2 separate regions of the Sus scrofa genome follow, and region 1 is linked to region 2. A link is a contact called in public HiChIP or PLAC-seq data. All regions are on one chromosome and are shown on one strand. Each heading gives the region's core, a stretch centred on a gene start, on an enhancer-like site or on the middle of the called end of the contact. The rest is flanking DNA. Distances are from core to core; before and after follow the strand shown. Region 1 holds the start of ADIPOQ (adiponectin, C1Q and collagen domain containing). Region 2 overlaps ST6GAL1 (beta-galactoside alpha-2,6-sialyltransferase 1).

The links. HiChIP or PLAC-seq counts read pairs in DNA pulled down with a chosen protein or histone mark.
Region 1: a contact with region 2 is called in an H3K27ac HiChIP or PLAC-seq map of alveolar macrophages. The contact joins the promoter of ADIPOQ here to the enhancer-like site in region 2. A contact is called at or near these places in 9 of 47 Hi-C or Micro-C datasets (alveolar macrophages, blood, embryonic fibroblasts and 2 more) and 1 of 2 datasets of contacts at active chromatin or transcription factors (alveolar macrophages).

What each region holds. Positions count from the first base shown.
Region 1 is chr13:124,631,484-124,635,296 of Sscrofa11.1, forward strand. It overlaps ADIPOQ (adiponectin, C1Q and collagen domain containing), which reads left to right and starts at 2,423. Exons shown (of 4, transcript NM_214370.1): 1 at 2,423-2,462.
Region 2 is chr13:124,746,485-124,750,552 of Sscrofa11.1, forward strand. The region is part of intron 2 of ST6GAL1 (beta-galactoside alpha-2,6-sialyltransferase 1); the gene reads left to right. Among named protein-coding and RNA genes, the nearest start is that of ST6GAL1, 49 kb to the left of the region's middle. Within about 2 kb of position 2,132, at least 23 of the 83 cell types and tissues checked have an H3K27ac peak or open chromatin away from gene starts, as enhancers often do. A contact at or near this core is called in alveolar macrophages and liver, where this site is marked.

The DNA.
Region 1 (3,813 bases), core at 1,173-3,672, 110 kb before region 2:
CCCATAGATGGCCTTCGTGGTGAATGGTAGATTTCTTTGAAGCCTCAAAATGACAGACTTTCACAATATCACTGGCTGACAGCCAGACCAGCATGGTCTTAGTGTGATTTTGGGGCTAAAGTCATTCCATCTTGTGCAATAGTTAAAGCTGTTGTAACCAGCTCTGTTCTCATAGGATCGGAAGAAAACAATTTTTATGCCAACCCCAAAGCTACTCTGAAGGAGGTGCATGAATCTTAGGGTTTAATAGTCCATCAGCAGAAGTGAAGGATGTAAGGTACTCGAAAGCATACAGGTTTTGTAGTCAGACAGACTGGGTTCAAATCTTGGGTCTGTGCCCTGGACTAGTCACTTAACTTCACTGAACTCCAGACTCTTGATTTGTAAACTAGGAGACAGTCATAGCTATCTCTATGGGAAGCTTAAATACAATTACTATCATTTTTTAAAAAATATCTTTTCTCTTTTTAATTTTATTTTTCTTGTTACGGCCACATCTTTGGCACATAGAAGTTTCTGGGCTAGGGGTTGAATCAGAGCTGCAGCCACAGCAACTAGCAACACCAGATCCGAGCCACACCTGCAACCTATGCCTCAGTTTAGAATAGATTGTGGCAATGCCGAATCCTTAACCCACTGAGCAAGGCCAGGGGTCAAACCCGTAGCCTCGCAGATACTTGTCAGGTTCTTAACTCCCAATGTGGAGTTCCATTACTCTCTTATTTTTGATTCAGCATTTATCACTGCCCATCTCATACCAGATCTTATTCTAGGGGCTTGGGGACAAACCATTGAACAGGCAAGGCACTTGCTCTCATGAAGTTTACATTTGAGGAAGGAAAGACACATGGTGGAACAAACCCCAAATAAATACGATACCATAGTAAAAATAAAACACTGGCGTAACCAAGAATTGTCACAGTTTCTGTTTTCTCCTGAGTGCAACATATCTAATAAACTAGAACCTAATTTTCGTAAGTCGCTTCACTGAGCCAGTGGGCTCTTGAGAAGAGACTCGTGACTCCAATCTCAAAGTCCTACTGGGCTTTTCTGGACATACTTGCATATTAGCAGGAGACGAAGCTTTAGATTGGACTTGACTTTGCTGGTAGACTTTTAGGCTCTGTGTGGCCAGCAGAGGTGGTATTTAGGGGCAGGCTCGTCCAGACTCTGCCTGAGAAATTCTGTTTCTGAATGCCTTGCAGAAGTTGTTGCTGGGGTCCTGAGCCTTTGCTGGCGTCATGATTTAATGCATCAGAATCTGTGGCTTGCAGGAACTGGCTCTGATGCTGCCGTTCAAAAATGGAATGTGGAGTTGTCAAAAAGAGTCCAAGGTGATGAACGTTGCCACTTTAAGCCTAAGCCTTCTAGAGACAATGATGTGGGTTAGAGCCGCCGGGCCTCCAGGCCACTTCCAGCCCAGAGCAGCGTTCACCAGTAGGTGGATCAGGCCCAGGCATCAGACATTGGAAAAAGGAGCACTTCACACACATATATAAAAAGTTGGTTTTCAGATCCGGCGTTGCCATGAGCTGTGGTATAGGTTGCAGACGCAGCTCGGATCCAGCATTGCTATGGCTCTGGTGTAGACCGGCAGCTACAGCTCCGATTCGACCCCTAGCCTGGGAACCTCCATATGCCGCGGGAGCGGCCCAAGAAATGGCAAAAAAAAAAAAAAAAAAAAAAAAAAGTTGGTTTTCAAAAACATCTCCAGAGTTTTGGCAACAAAAAACAGTGAAAGACGATATTCTAATATTCTATTTAATAAATGTTTTTCCGATATATTTAATTTGAATCCCACACAAGGAGGGCTCCAACATCTTTTGGAATTCAGGGCCTTTCAATGGTTTTAATCTGGCCCTGCCTTATACTGCCTCAGAAACATCTCCTCACATCAGTTCTCCAAATTAACATGCAAAGTCTTCCCCCAGTCTGGAGTTCAGGCCAGAAAGTGAAGGATGCATTGTATTTCTTGCTATATTTCATTTCCTTTTCCCTGTCGTGCACAATGAGTGTGATGGTGTAATTGGTTCCCTGGACTTATTAGAGCAAATCTCTGGGGAGAGGGAGGTCTCCTGGACCACCAGGCCATTAATTTTACATAAGGAAATATATTGTTTTCCTGCCTCTAGTATTGACCCTTGGCCCCATTTTCTGTCCCTGTTATAGGAGGCAAGTCTAAGGGCCGAGGCCTGGAAACGTGAGTGTGGTGACTGAAGCCCCACTTGGCTTCCCAAGCTGGAGCTGGGTTGCACCAGGTTCCCCAGGGTGGAGACCTGAAGCAGCCGCCAGGGGTGTGAGCCCACCCACTGGTCTCTGGGCCTCAGCACGCTGGCCAATGGGAAGCAACAATTTCGAGGTGGGGACTGCCTTCCCCATGAGTACCAGGCTGCAGAGGCTGGGCCACCTTCTCCTCATTTCCATCCTGACTGCAGTCTGTGGCTCTGATTCCACACCTGAGGGTAAGGACAAGTGATTGGAATTCCAGGCTGTAGGTAAAGGTGGCTGTCCCGAAAGGGAACCTGGGGTTGGGGCGTGCTCATGCTTTCCCCATCGTGGCAGGGTGGGGAGGTGATATAGGCAAAACCCTGGCCAGGGCAGCCCTGGTGGAGGCAGACTGGCCTTGGGTTTCTTCCTTAATTTCCCCACGGCTCCTAGAGAAAAGGGAATTGTTCATTGTGATCAGGATGCCTGGAACCATCCTGAATTTTGCCCAATTCACTCTGTGGTGAGATGGCTAACTAAAGAAAATGTTGGGGTCAGTGAAGCAGGAAGCATGGTCCAGCGATAAAGTCCATTTAGATAAGAGGAGCAGGGGATGAATTGCTTCTCCACTTGACCAGGTAGGGCAGAGAAAGGAGCACATGAAGATGCAGCCTGGGGAGACTGAGTTTGGAATTCAACTCTACCACTGGATTCTAGTCAGCAGTGTTTATTGAGCAGATTCAACGGACCAGACTCTGGGTAGGGTTCGTGAGAAACAAAGATGGGTGGGGCCCAGTCATTATCTGTAGCTTTGGGGGTATCTGTAAACATGGGCATGTCTGCACCCATGTGGAGGTACCACACAAGGTGACTGAGATGTTCAAATGAAGTAGAGTGAGCACAGGGCCTGCCATGTACAGGGAGCTCATGCAACATTTTCTTTGTAGCAGACATCCTCTGACAGAACAACTGGATCTGCCCCGCCTTTCCCAAGCCCAATCCTGCTTGTCCCAGGGAGCATTGCACTTGTGGCCTCCTGGTTGTTTGCAGCCATAGATGCAGAGACTGAGTGGGAGGGATTTTAGAGATCAGGCCAGCCCTTGGGTGTCAGGAGATGTGGGTCCCTGCTCTGGAGAATTTTTTTCTTTTTCGTTTTTTTTTTTTTTTCTTTTCTAGGGCCGCACCGGTGGCATACGGAGGTTACCAGGCTAGGGGTCTAATCAGAGCTGTAGCTGCTGGCCTGCAACACAACACCACCAGATCTGAGCCGCGTCTGTGACCTACACCACAGCTCACAGCCACGATGGATCCTTAACCCGCTGAGCGAGGCCAGGGATCGAACCTGCAACCTCATGGTTCCCAGTTGGATTCGTTAACCACTGAGCCATGATGGGAACTCCTGGAGAGGTTTTGGATTTTCAGATCAAGCGTTGCAAGCGGTGCAGCCACCTCGCTCCTGGTAACTCCATCCATTTGGGGTAAGGTTGGCTCATCCTGACAAGGTTGGGGAATAGGGGGGCCTTGATACTGGCAGAATATGCACAAAGAAACATGAGGGTGTCAGCTTTGTTCTGGAAGCTGAGCAGTGGAAAGGGAGCCATGCAGCTT
Region 2 (4,068 bases), core at 882-3,381:
ATCACATAGCTGAGAAGTGGTACTGTCAGGTTTAAACCCAGGGACTCTTGCTCCAGAGTAAATATCCATGTAGTTGGGTAGAAAAACTTAGTCAGCTGATCAAGAACCTTCAAAGGGCCCTTGGTGCTGATAAACCCCACACTTACACCTCCAGCCTGGGCCTTCCTCCTGACATCTTTAATTTCCTATCAAGCTGCCTGTTTAAACTCCCTTTGTGGGCTAATCTCAAATTCAGGATACCCAGAGCTGAACTCCTCATCTTCTCTTCCCGAATCTGCATTTCCCTCACCTTCTTCTCTTCTGTTGAAAGCAGTGCCATCCTTCCAGTTGCTTGGATCCCAAACCTTGGCATCATCCTTGGAACTTTTCCCTCACAGCCTCATGCAGTCCATCAGCCTTGACTTATTATTTTGACTGCTCTTTTGTATTGAAGTATAGTTGATCGACAGGGTTTCAGGTGTTCTGCAAACATCAGGCTTGATTTCTGAAGCACATCTGAAATATATCCCCTTCTTACCACCTCTGCTGCAGGTCCCTGGTCCAAGCTGAGGGCATCTCTCACCAGGATCATGCCAGTGAGCTCTTGATGGTCTGCCTTCTTCTGCCCTTGTCCTCTCTCCTATCCACACAGGCAATCCTGACGACATTGAATCAGATTAGGTTGCTCCTCTGCTGAAACTCTTGCAGTGGTTTCTCATTTTACTAGAGTAAAACCCAAAGTCCTTATCTTGACCTTTAAGGCCCCACCCCGTTGCCTCCATTCCACTAGGATCCCTTTTTTCTGTCCCTCCCCTGCTCCTTTCCTTCCAGCCAGTATACAGCAGTGCAGCCCTGCCCGCTTTGCACGGACCTTCCTCTGCCTTAAGTGCCCTTCCTGAAAGATTGTAGGGCCCACTCCTTTGCCACTTTTGATTCTTGGCTCAGTGTCCACTTCTCAATGAGGCTTCTCTGCCCTTTTGAAAACAGAGACCTGCCTCAACCCAGCATTTCTGGTTCTCCTCTTCTCATGCTCTGCTTCGTTTCCTATAGCACTTAACATCCCCTAAGATACTACATAATTTGCTTATTACATTTATGGTTTTCTGTGTCTCATTCTGCTAGAACGAAAAGCTCTGGGGGCAGCAATCTTTATCTGCTTAAGCCCTAAGAATTATGCTGGGCACCTAATTTAGTGGTTAATAAATTTTAAAAATGTGTAAATATAGGGTGTAAAGTTTCCATACAGGTGTCTGGTTGAAAAAAAAATAAAACAGAAAAAAAACCCACATGGCCTAGAGTGTGGAGGAGGTGCCCATGGATGCAGGACTCCTCTTGTATAAGGGAGTACAGAGTGAGGGGAACTGGAGGGGCTGAGACTGGACCACTGGGGATGTGGGCATTTCAAGACTGGCAGGATGCCGGTCACCAGAGGAGGCTGGGTTGGGGAGGGAGGAGGGACGCTGCGAGGATACCTGTTAGAGGAAGGGAGTTTGAAGAAAAAGAACCAGAGAGGCCTCACTGAACTTTGGTGCTGGAGAGGAGTCAGATTTTGCAATTAGAAATGCAATTTCAGTGGAATGATATGGGCTGACTCTAGTTATTTGAAGAACATGTTGAAAGTGGGGAAGTATAAGCATCTCAAGAGGCCCTACTGTGAGGAAGGAGAGATTAAGTTGTTTGAGGAAGTGATTTGCTTGAAGGGTTTTTTTTTTTTAGCTGTACAAAAACAACCTTTGGAGTGTGGGTGGGGGAGGAGGACTGGGGAAGTGACACTGGAAGAGGTGGGGAAGGGACAGCATAAGCAAGCTGAGAACCTCCAGACTGGCAAACGGATATAGAGCAAGTGATTTCTGGTCCTTGCCAAAGAGTTGCTACTGAGTCCAAGCCCCTAGCTGAATGCCTGGCACCTAGTGGGTCTGCAGTGGATATTTTTTGGATACAATATAAAACACTCTAGAATTAAGTGACAGGTCACCATACCGACAATAACAACAAAATAACAAGAATGTCTGATGTAAGGAGATTGCTTTCTGAAACACTGACTGTGGGCCAGTGACATTTCTCTCCTTCTCGTGACACACTCCTTAGTGTTTTGAGCAGCTGCATGTGGTTTTATTTTGGTTTCCTCTTTACTGCACCATGGGTATGTTTTGGGGAGATAAATCTGCAGGTGACTCACTTGAGTGACTAGAATGACATGTCACCCAAGTGTCCTGTGTAGACATAGGGGATACGATGGTGACTTAGTCTGTTCAGACTGTTTATAAACAGCAGACATTCAATTCTCAGTTCTGGGGAGTCTGAGATCATGGCCCCAGCACGGTGGTGTTCTAGTGACGCCACATTTCCTAGTTCACAGCTGGCACCTTCTTGCAGTGTCCTCATGTGGCAGAAGGGGTGATGGCACTCTTCTGTGTCTTTTTTATAAGAACACTAACCCCATTCATTAAAGACTCCACCCTTATGGCCTAATCGTGTCCTAAAGGCCCCACCTTCGGTTCTGGTTAGGATTTCAATACATGATTTGGCAGGGGACACAAACATTCAGACTGTAGCAAATGGTAAATCCAGGGAACATGGGGAACAAAAGAGTTGGCAAGGGAAGCAGAAAGACTGTTTGACTCGGTCCAAGCCTGGCATTAAACCAAGCTCCATCTCACACCAAGTTGTACCACCTCTGGGAGATGATGGATTGAAATGATCTAAGTTTGTTTCCTTTGGATTTGATAAATAGAATAGTGTCAGGAAAGGAAGAAATCAAAGGAACTATGATTTACGAAAGGCATCAACGAAAGCCTATCTTTTTCCTTTCTAAAAAAATGATGGGCAAAGAAAGCAGTTTACATTCCCTGATGGTGGCAAATGACACAAAGTTCACAGATGTCCAGGGAGAAGACAGAACAACTGGACTCCTATTTTACTCCTACATTTTCTGAAAAGACATTGGCAGCCTGCATGGGAAGAATGAAAGAAAGCCTCCTTACTATTTATGAACTAGCCTATGTGCCTGGAATAATGCCGGGCGCTTGTCACAGTATCCTCATCCTCATTATGTCAAGGGCAGTGTATCAGTGTTCAGTGTAGCCTACCCAGTGCCACCCAGCCAGCTAAGGAGAGAGAAGACTGAAGCCTGGGGCTAGAGAGAGATGAATCTAAGAAATGTAGCTACTTGAAGTCAGCCAGAGTCCCTAACCTCCAGCACACTGTCTTTATTCTCAGGGAAATCTTGAGAAATGTTTACTCATCAAAGGGATAGTTAGAGTGAATTACTGGGGCCCTAAAAAAATGTGCAAGTATTTTGGTCAAATGCTGTTGGCGGTCTTCAACATCTTGTAGAGAACGGGAGAAACCCAGGGAGAGAGAAACATTTAAATTTTCAAAAGGGGTAATTCCAAACCATCAGCACCAGGCACTGACTATGATGACCTTTGCAAAATGCACACACATTAGAGTACCCAATAAGTGACAGCTGATGCCTGAGGTAATTATTAAATCACTACATCCCTGCCACTTCTCCTCACCCTGGGACAGAAGACACATAGTTCCATGACCTGACACTTTCAATGTGGGGCTTATATTGGAAAGCTCCATAGCTTTTATCTATCCACAGTGTCTTAGTTCGGAAGATAATACCTTTCCCAGTTGGTGGTCCCAGCCTCTTGCCCCTTAATTTAGTGGCTCGTTGTGATGTCTCACAAGGAAACTCAGGTATTAGCCCACAACCTATATTTTATTTTATTTTTTAATTGTTATTCTTTTTTTTAATAGTTATTTCCCCAATACAATTTTTTTTTCTACTGTACAGCATGGTGACCCAGTTTCACATACATGTACACATTCTAAACAACCTATATTTTAAAGACCAGCCCAAGTATCCCCTCAATGGCCAGACATTTTTGTGTGATACCAAAGCATAGAGAAACTACGTTGATTATGATGATAATTAACTTAGACCTTTTCTATCAGACAAAGAATGTATTTGTATCCTCAGTACCTGAGGATTTATATTCTCATCAACAAGATGGGAACTGTAGACTAGACGGTGTTTCGATGGGCTTAAACGCAGTGCTTCTAGAACTATCGTGAAAG